Linked DNA regions of Astyanax mexicanus: region 1 is linked to region 2. A link is a contact called in public Hi-C data. All regions are on one chromosome and are shown on one strand. Each heading gives the region's core, a stretch centred on a gene start, on an enhancer-like site or on the middle of the called end of the contact. The rest is flanking DNA. Distances are from core to core; before and after follow the strand shown. Region 1 has its middle 51 kb from the start of LOC111193212. Region 2 holds the start of zfp36l1a (zinc finger protein 36, C3H type-like 1a).

What was found. A called contact is a pair of places that touch in the nucleus more often than the background predicts.
Region 1: a contact with region 2 is called in a Hi-C map of muscle, with 4 times the contacts expected there. The contact joins the enhancer-like site here to the promoter of zfp36l1a in region 2. A contact is called at or near these places in 2 of 3 Hi-C or Micro-C datasets (both in muscle).

What each region holds. Positions count from the first base shown.
Region 1 is chr14:24,236,210-24,240,152 of AstMex3_surface, forward strand. No RefSeq gene overlaps it. Among protein-coding and RNA genes, the nearest start is that of LOC111193212, 51 kb to the right of the region's middle. Within about 2 kb of position 1,417, the one cell type or tissue checked has an H3K27ac peak away from gene starts, as active enhancers do.
Region 2 is chr14:24,129,594-24,133,648 of AstMex3_surface, forward strand. zfp36l1a (zinc finger protein 36, C3H type-like 1a) reads left to right here and starts at 2,312. Exons shown (of 2, transcript XM_007252558.4): 1 at 2,312-2,528. The coding sequence starts at 2,469.

The DNA of each region.
Region 1 (3,943 bases), core at 167-2,666, 110 kb after region 2:
GTAACTGTGTGCTAAAGATTATCTTTAGTCTGTAACTGTTCTAAAGAGTCTCTTTAGTCGGTAACTGTGTTCTTATGATCCTCTTCAGTTTGTAACTATGTTCTGAAGATTATTTTTAGTCTGTAACTTTGTTCGAAAGATTCTTTTTAGTTTGCAACTATGTAATTAAGATTCTTTTTAGTCTGTACCTGTGTTCTAAAGATTCTCTGTAGTCTGTAACTGTGTACTAACGATTATCTTTAGTCTGTAAATGTGTACTTAAGAACACATTTACAGACTAAAGATAATCTTAAGAACACAGTTACAGACTACAGAGAATCTTAAGGTTATCTTTAGTCTGTAACTGTGCTCTTACGTTTCTCCATGGTCTGTAATTGTGTTCATAAGTTTATCTTTAGTCTGTAACTGTGTTCTAAAGATTATCTTTAGTCTGTAACTGTGTACTTAAGAACACATTTACAGACTAAAGATAATCTTAAGAACACAGTTACAGACTACAGAGAATCTTAAGGTTATCTTTAGTCTGTAACTGTGCTCTTACGTTTCTCCATGGTCTGTAATTGTGTTCATAAGTTTATCTTTAGTCTGTAACTGTGTTCTAAAGATTATCTTTAGTCTATAAATGTCTACAAACATCATTGGGAATGAGAATAGATTTTGAAAGTCTATGAATGAATGTCCAGAATTTCTCATAGAAGTAGAAGCTTTTTGCAAGGAAGATTGGTTTAAAAGCCTCAAACAAAAACTGAATACAAGTGTTTTGATGGCACTCGCCAAAGAAGGAGTTCGTATCGTCGCTGTCCAATGAAAAAGAAGTATATCCATTTTTAGTTTACTATATAAACTGTCACTTACACTGTGGCAAAAGTTCTTAATGAACGAACCAATAGAACGGATAAATAAAATTAGCTGAAATAAACTCTTTTTACATTGACTTCTATTGAAAGTTTAGAAGATTTTTTCTGTCTCCTGTAAAGTTGCTGTTTTGAAGATACTTGTTTATTATTGGACAGCGAAGATATGTATTGAATATGGAGTTAGGCCAAATATTTGCTTCAGGCACTTTTCCTCATTATAAAATTTAAAAAAAATATGTTTTACAGAAATGCCTCATCTTGAACTTTATGGCTTAAAGACCAAAACTGTTGCATGCAACTGTATATCCTTGCAGTTTATGGGGCCAACTTTTTACAGACAGACAGAGATTCACAAGGTCCAAGAGAGATAATTTAGGAGGAACTGTGTTTTTTCCTCTAAATCTGGATTTTTCTCTCGTGTGTTGGCAGAGCTATTCATCTATAAACTCCAGCACACCGCTGAGCACCGCTTTGCCCACTTCAGAACTAATCACACATATTCCTCGGTTCTCTCTGTCTCCCACCATCACCACTTTGATGGGCCAAAGCCACAGGCGTGCAGGAGAACCTGATAGTCGTGGAAGCCTTGCTGCTCACTCTCTCTGGGCTGGAGTGCATTTCTGCAGCACTGCACTTTTCGCCATATCAGGGGAATGATTGCAGCTCCCCTCTGGAACGATCAGCTTCCATCTTCATCCAGACAAGCCACCCACACATCCACGCCTGGATCCACGTGCACACACACACACACACACACACACACACATACATACATGGATACACAGTCAGTCATGCACCTAAAAAACTGCACAACCTCAGCGAATTAAAAAAATAAATAAATAAATAAAAAGGCGACCACACACCTGCAGAAAATGGTCATTACAAGCCGTCTAGCTTTCACTTCCTAAATTCTCGTAATCTACCATTGAAACAAAGCAATATGCAGAGTCACATATGGACTTTTTCTCAATGTATACACATGGATACTTAGAAAGAGAAAAAAAATGCTATTTTTTTACATTAAAGTAAATATGAACCTATTATAGAGCATTAAACAACAGTTAGTTCCGACCTCACAATCTGATTAGTTGAGAAGTGTTCTAACCGTGCTAATATTTGTGATAACCAAGTCCTTTTTGTATCATCTCCTCCACGAGCACAAGCAGCAGAGGCAGCATTAGCTTAGCACAGGCTAGCGCCCAGCCAAGGCACGCTCTCCCGCAGCCCGCAGCGCTAGCTCGTCTTTTGTAGTAAAAAGTCTCACAGCCAGAATGGTAACCAGCCAGGCTAAGCTAAGCTAAGCTAATGCTGAGCTAAAGAAAGCTACGCTAACCTAACCACAGTCCTGCAGGCACAGCTAGCTAACCAACAACACCCATTAAAACAGGCAGAAATACTCGCAAACGCGCAGCTTTCACATAAAGATGACTCCAATAAGCAGGAGAGGAGATTTTCACCTTTTCTTTCACTGATCTAACATTTACTAACTCCCTTAATCAGCAGTATTGATTTCAAGCTAACATATAAACCATACGCCATTTTGTAGTTATAGTTCTGTTACAGTTCACTTGTTGTGGAACTACTTTTTGGCGAAAGGCACAGTCTGTATTAAATTTTCTTTATTCATTTTGTTAAAAAAAAATGCTCGTATACGCCTTCGGCTCATGCCTACGACCAAATCACAGCCGTGACGTTATTTACGATAACACACTCCTTCTCGTCATCTATTGTTTAATTATAACATCAAAACATAACAACATTGTTGATTACTGGAGAACTTTCATCCATGGTTAACTATGTTACTTTATATTTTGCTGACCCATTCCTATCAGGAACATGACCCACTACAGTAAATCTAGCTACATGCTGCACTCCACCCAAAAGGCCGTTTGGCATGGGTGGCGTTGGACGATTAGCAGCACACTAATGAACTGCTGGAAAGGACACCAACTGGCACTTTTATTTCATAATGATTATTACAGAAAGAACTGAACCGTGCTGTTTGGGAAGTCCTAATTATGAATGCTGTAGAAAAGTCCAGACCATCATAACTTCATAACACGCTGATGAAATTCAGAACCATGCCTGCAAACATCTGGTGTTTATTTGGTTTTAAAATGACGCTCTGTACATGATTTTACCTTAGATTCAACAACAAGTGATCCCTGCTGTAGAATACCTGTAGATGTAAAGATATGAGATAATTAACTTATCTGGTTATCAATATGTCGCGGAAGAACACTGTAAATCTGGCCTTGTCTGGTTTGAAAGACATTATTCGATTACCTGCAGCAAAAATGGTTGCCGTGGTTTTCCAGGGGGTTGTTATGTAGTTGCTAAGTGGACTCTACATGGGTGCTAGGTGATTGTTACATCATCATGGGTGTAGTTAGCCCCTTTTAGGGGTGCCCCATTCTGCTTTGTGAGTGTGTTTGTTTCGGTTGAACTAAAAAAAAAAGTTAAAACCTTAGAAAGCATATGATTAAACAGGATTTTAACAGCGAACATATAGCAGCCAAATAGCACACACACACACCGCACAGTCAAACAGTGCTCTTAATACTGTTATTGTCTGATGCATTTTTAAAACTTTATTAGCTTTGAAAAAGAACTGCTACAGACTGACAATCAACCACTGTCCAGTGTTTAAACTGGAGTGAAAGAGGCTAGCTGAAAGAATAAGGTGAAAATAAATGATGGGATTACCCAGTTTGAGCAGATGCCTCGAAGAATCCATACTAATTTTTGAGAAGTTTTTTGCTTTTAATTATTTAAATGGAGATAACAAAGGATGTAGTTGTCAGGGAAAGTTTCTATGGTATCCCAGGCAGTTGTTATGATGTCTTAGAGGTGGTTGCTCGGGTGTTGCCAAGTAGTTGGTGCAGTACCAGCTGCTGATGGTGTTATTTATGCTCCCAATTCTACATATATGTAATGTAATGAAATGTAATGAATGGTTTGATAGCACTGTACACCAAAGGTCGGTTACCATAGCTTGCTGTGGTTTCCCAAGTGGTTGCTATGGTGTTGATAGATGGTTTGTAAGGGATTGCTATGTTATCTTAAGTGTTTGCTATGGTGTTGCT
Region 2 (4,055 bases), core at 1,062-3,561:
AAGTGAATGAAGCCTTCCACCACCTCTAGCTGAGCTAGAGGTTGAAAGAGGGGAATGTTTTGACCTCCCACACCACCCCTCCTTCACCCCCCCACCCATACCCCCCTCCACACACACTTGTGCTCACTTACACACATGCACACACACACACACCCGGGAGTGTTGTAATAAACGTCGACTGTAAATCTTCCCCCTTCACTATTCCCTCCTCTGGCTTTTTTTTGTAAACAACTCCGCCACTCCCTGGTTCTGCCTATTCCGATCCCATTCTGCGCTAATCACTCACATATAGTACACGCTGTATAGTACATGGCAAAAACACAGCTGCCCAGTCATTGAAACAGGAGGAGCAAGACTTGTCCAGGCCACAATGGATCTGTATAGAGTTTCATTCAAAATGATTTCATACTTTTCCCCATTACAACAGAACTAAAACGACTGGCTGCACCAACTTCATGAGGTCACCAGGGTCTTAAATTTCACTCACAGTTGCAAAAACATCCGGAAATAGTAGAGCTCTGGAGCAACTTTTAATTGGGCCTTCACATGTAGGCTATTCACGGGACAAATGATCACAAACGCAATCATCTCAATTAATCTCACACATGAACCATCTAAAAAACAACCCAAATTCTTTAGGCCTCATTTTTTTGGTAATCCTTGATTTAAAGGACAGCCTATATATATACAAAGCACAATAGCATTTTATGTGCACTATTAAGATCAGACCAAAGCTGTTAAATAAAAGTGTTAAATGTTGTGTGTGCTAACCCAAACACTGCTTTGTAAGGGTTAAATCTGCCCAGAGCACCGGAAAATCCCACATGTGACGTTTCAGGAGAACAATTAACTGCTGAGTACATTAATTACACAGCGGATATATAGCTAAAGCCCAAGGATACAACTAAGGGTTGAGTCTGGATAATAAACAAGTCCCCTCAGCCCAAGTGTAATTATTTGAATAACTTTCCACTGCTGAAATCGGCCACCTAAAAAAACTGAACTGGAGTTTTCAAATTTGAATGAGATATTGATTCCCTATTTATGAGCATGGAGAAAATGTTTTGGGACTACACTGGAATAATAGTAACCTATTAATAATAGAAAACTCTTTTTCTTATGTTTCTTAAGATCTTATATTATTAATTAACCAGGACAAACTCACAAAAGTATCACAGTAGAGTACTTTTTTTTTCTTTACAATAAACTACTGTTACAATAATGTATGAAACCCTGCAGTGAAATGTTGGTCCAGTAAGGTGGGACTGTAATATTTTTACACCCAAAGATGGACATCAAAATATCAAAGAGACAACTGTAGTTGACTAGAAAACAACCCAACTGTCCAACTTTTCATCAAATAATCAACCTTTATTTAAGCTCTGACTACATAATGGACATTATCGCTGAGGCATTACAGGGAATGTATAGGTTAAGAAGTGAAAATATATATTCAGATAAATATAAATATAATAGTTCGATCCAAGAGTAGAAATATGATGTAAGCAAACTGTAAATATTGCAAACAAGAGAGGATGTAAACAGAAAAGAAATTCTGGTAGAAATCACATCCACATTTGAAGCATTACCATTTTTAGTACACCACAATATCATGGTTTCATCCCTCTTGTGTTCATGCTGTAATTACTAAATATGTGTTTTGTTTGCAAGAAGGCAGTTCAAGGATTTTAGGATTTATCTTATTCAGTTTGTATTTTTCAAAAGCAACAACAAAGCATAAAATTAAACATAAATTCAATTCTATTCGTATTAATCAGTTCTTTAAATAATTTTCTGGAAAGTGTGTTCTGATTCACTTTTATCCAGATAGATGCTTTGAAACAACAGAATTTAACACATTTTGTATTATATTGGTAGCAATGTTTTAACACATTGTTTAGTAGTGTTATATAGACCTATGTTAAATATGTGTATGTGAGTATATTTTGAGTTTAATTTGAATAAAAAACTTTCTAGCTTTCACAAAATAAAAAGGTCTGTATAACGTTATTTGTCTGGATTTATTAACCTTACTAGCTAGTGATTATTTAGAAGGCTGTTGCATGTTGCGTGTATATGAACTCTCTCAGACTTTCAGAGCAAGTCTCAGAGCAGCACTTGCTCCTCACACTTTTCTTCTTCAAGCTGTTGCATGCATGCTCTCGGGCTCCTCTGATTGAATCCCTGCGCGCTGCGAGCTCTGAGTTAAAAGAGGGAGGGAGGAAAAACTTGATTCACAAGAAAAAAAGGCAGAAAGAAACGCCCTAAAGCCCTCGACGCCCCCGTAGCTCCTCCTGCGCGCTTTTATAAGGGAAATGCACGGCGCGCAGGCAGGGTAGAGGGGGTTCTCTGTGAGGGCACAAAAAAAAGGAAAAAAAAAAAGTTCACGAGACAAGAACCCGTTTTGTACTGCATCGCCGAAACGTAGTACTTTCGCGCCTTTCTTTGTTATTTTCCTCTCTGCGAAGATGACCACGGCTGTAGTGCCGCCTCTTTTCGACTTCAGCGAAGTCATTAACAACAACAAGGTACGGAAAAGTTTTGTTTTCGCTGTGGTGGAGTGAGCTGGGGAGCGCGCGCGCTAGCTGTAGCACAGTTAACATTAGCTGTAGTGAAGTTGCTGCGGAGGAATGTAAACGCTGGTTAACTAGCTAAGCAAAGCGCTGGGCTGTTTTGGCGCCATGCAGGCGCGATCTAGGAGCAAAAATGGGGGTGAAAGTACATTTTCTGCTATTTAACTACGTCTGAGCTCGGTTGTTGATGTGGTTGGGGAGTTTGCGCGGTGTTAACAGGTAGTTTAATGGGCGTTTTTTAGCCTGAGCTGGAGCTGGGCAGCTGCGTGCAGACCGAGATTTGTTGGGCCCAGCTGCACCAGCTCAGTCTCGCTCGCGCTGCCCGGGCTCGTTAAGTTCACGTGTTCGCTCGCGACATTTTAAAATCGACAGTTGAAAAGTTGTTTTAAAGGCGTTTAAAAATAAGTTACCGGTGTTCTGCCGAGTGGTGCTACCCACTGATATGTGCTGCTTTCCAGCATTGCGCATGCGCTGACCCAATTTTTTTAATGTAAAAGACGCTAAAAACGTTTTTATGTGTGTTTTTAGGATACGTTTGAATCCGTCTTCTTGAAATGAGTTTATAGCTACAATCTTAACTTACTGTTATCATTTGCTTGATGTAAAACAACAAAAAAGACAAAATAATCTAAATTTACATTAAGTTAGCTAACCAACTAAGTTAGCTAGTTAGGTTAATTTATATTTAACGTTACCATTATATAGTGATTTAGTGATTTAAGTTAACTGTTACCTGTTAACCTAATTATCTTGCTACACGTTGTAGTTATCTAGCTAATATGGTACTAAAAACCTTGTAAGCTAACTAGCAAGATAACTTCCCTAGTTAACGTTAATTAGGCAGCTTTATCTAAATATAACGTATATGTTACACACTGTGGTAGTTGGCTAACCTAGCACGTTTTGACACTGTGTCACAGACAGACAGAACACTGGCTAACGCTAGCTAGCTCACATAGCTAACGTTAACTAACTATAAACACTGTCTTAAATTACATTTTAACTACATCTAAAATAGGACTTCGAATTAATGTATCTTAACTTACCCTAAACATTTTAGTAGGCAGAAATGTCTTGAAGCGTCGAGAAAATAGGACTTAATCAAGGCACGAGTTTAAAGTTACTTTCTGCACTTGGAAATCACTTTTCTGGTCCCTCTCTAGCTAATGTTTTTAGTAAGACCTGGCTAGTAAGGTCCTTAACTTAATGTTTTACAGGTTATTGGTTCGCTAGCTAGCTTTAGCTGGCAAAGAGTCAGTAGTTAATTCCACATCCATGCCTAGACAGACTATTTAACCCCTAAACTCCTTAAAGAGAAGTTTTTCTAAATTCCACTCCCAACAGTTTTGTATGTCTGGTTTTGTAGCTATCAAAGTGGACTGTTGGCTGGGCAGCAGACATTGTTCGTTAAGCCTGGATAATACTTTAATAGCATGTTTTTGCCTTAAGTCAAAGTTTATTAATTCTGTTGTTGTTGTTTTG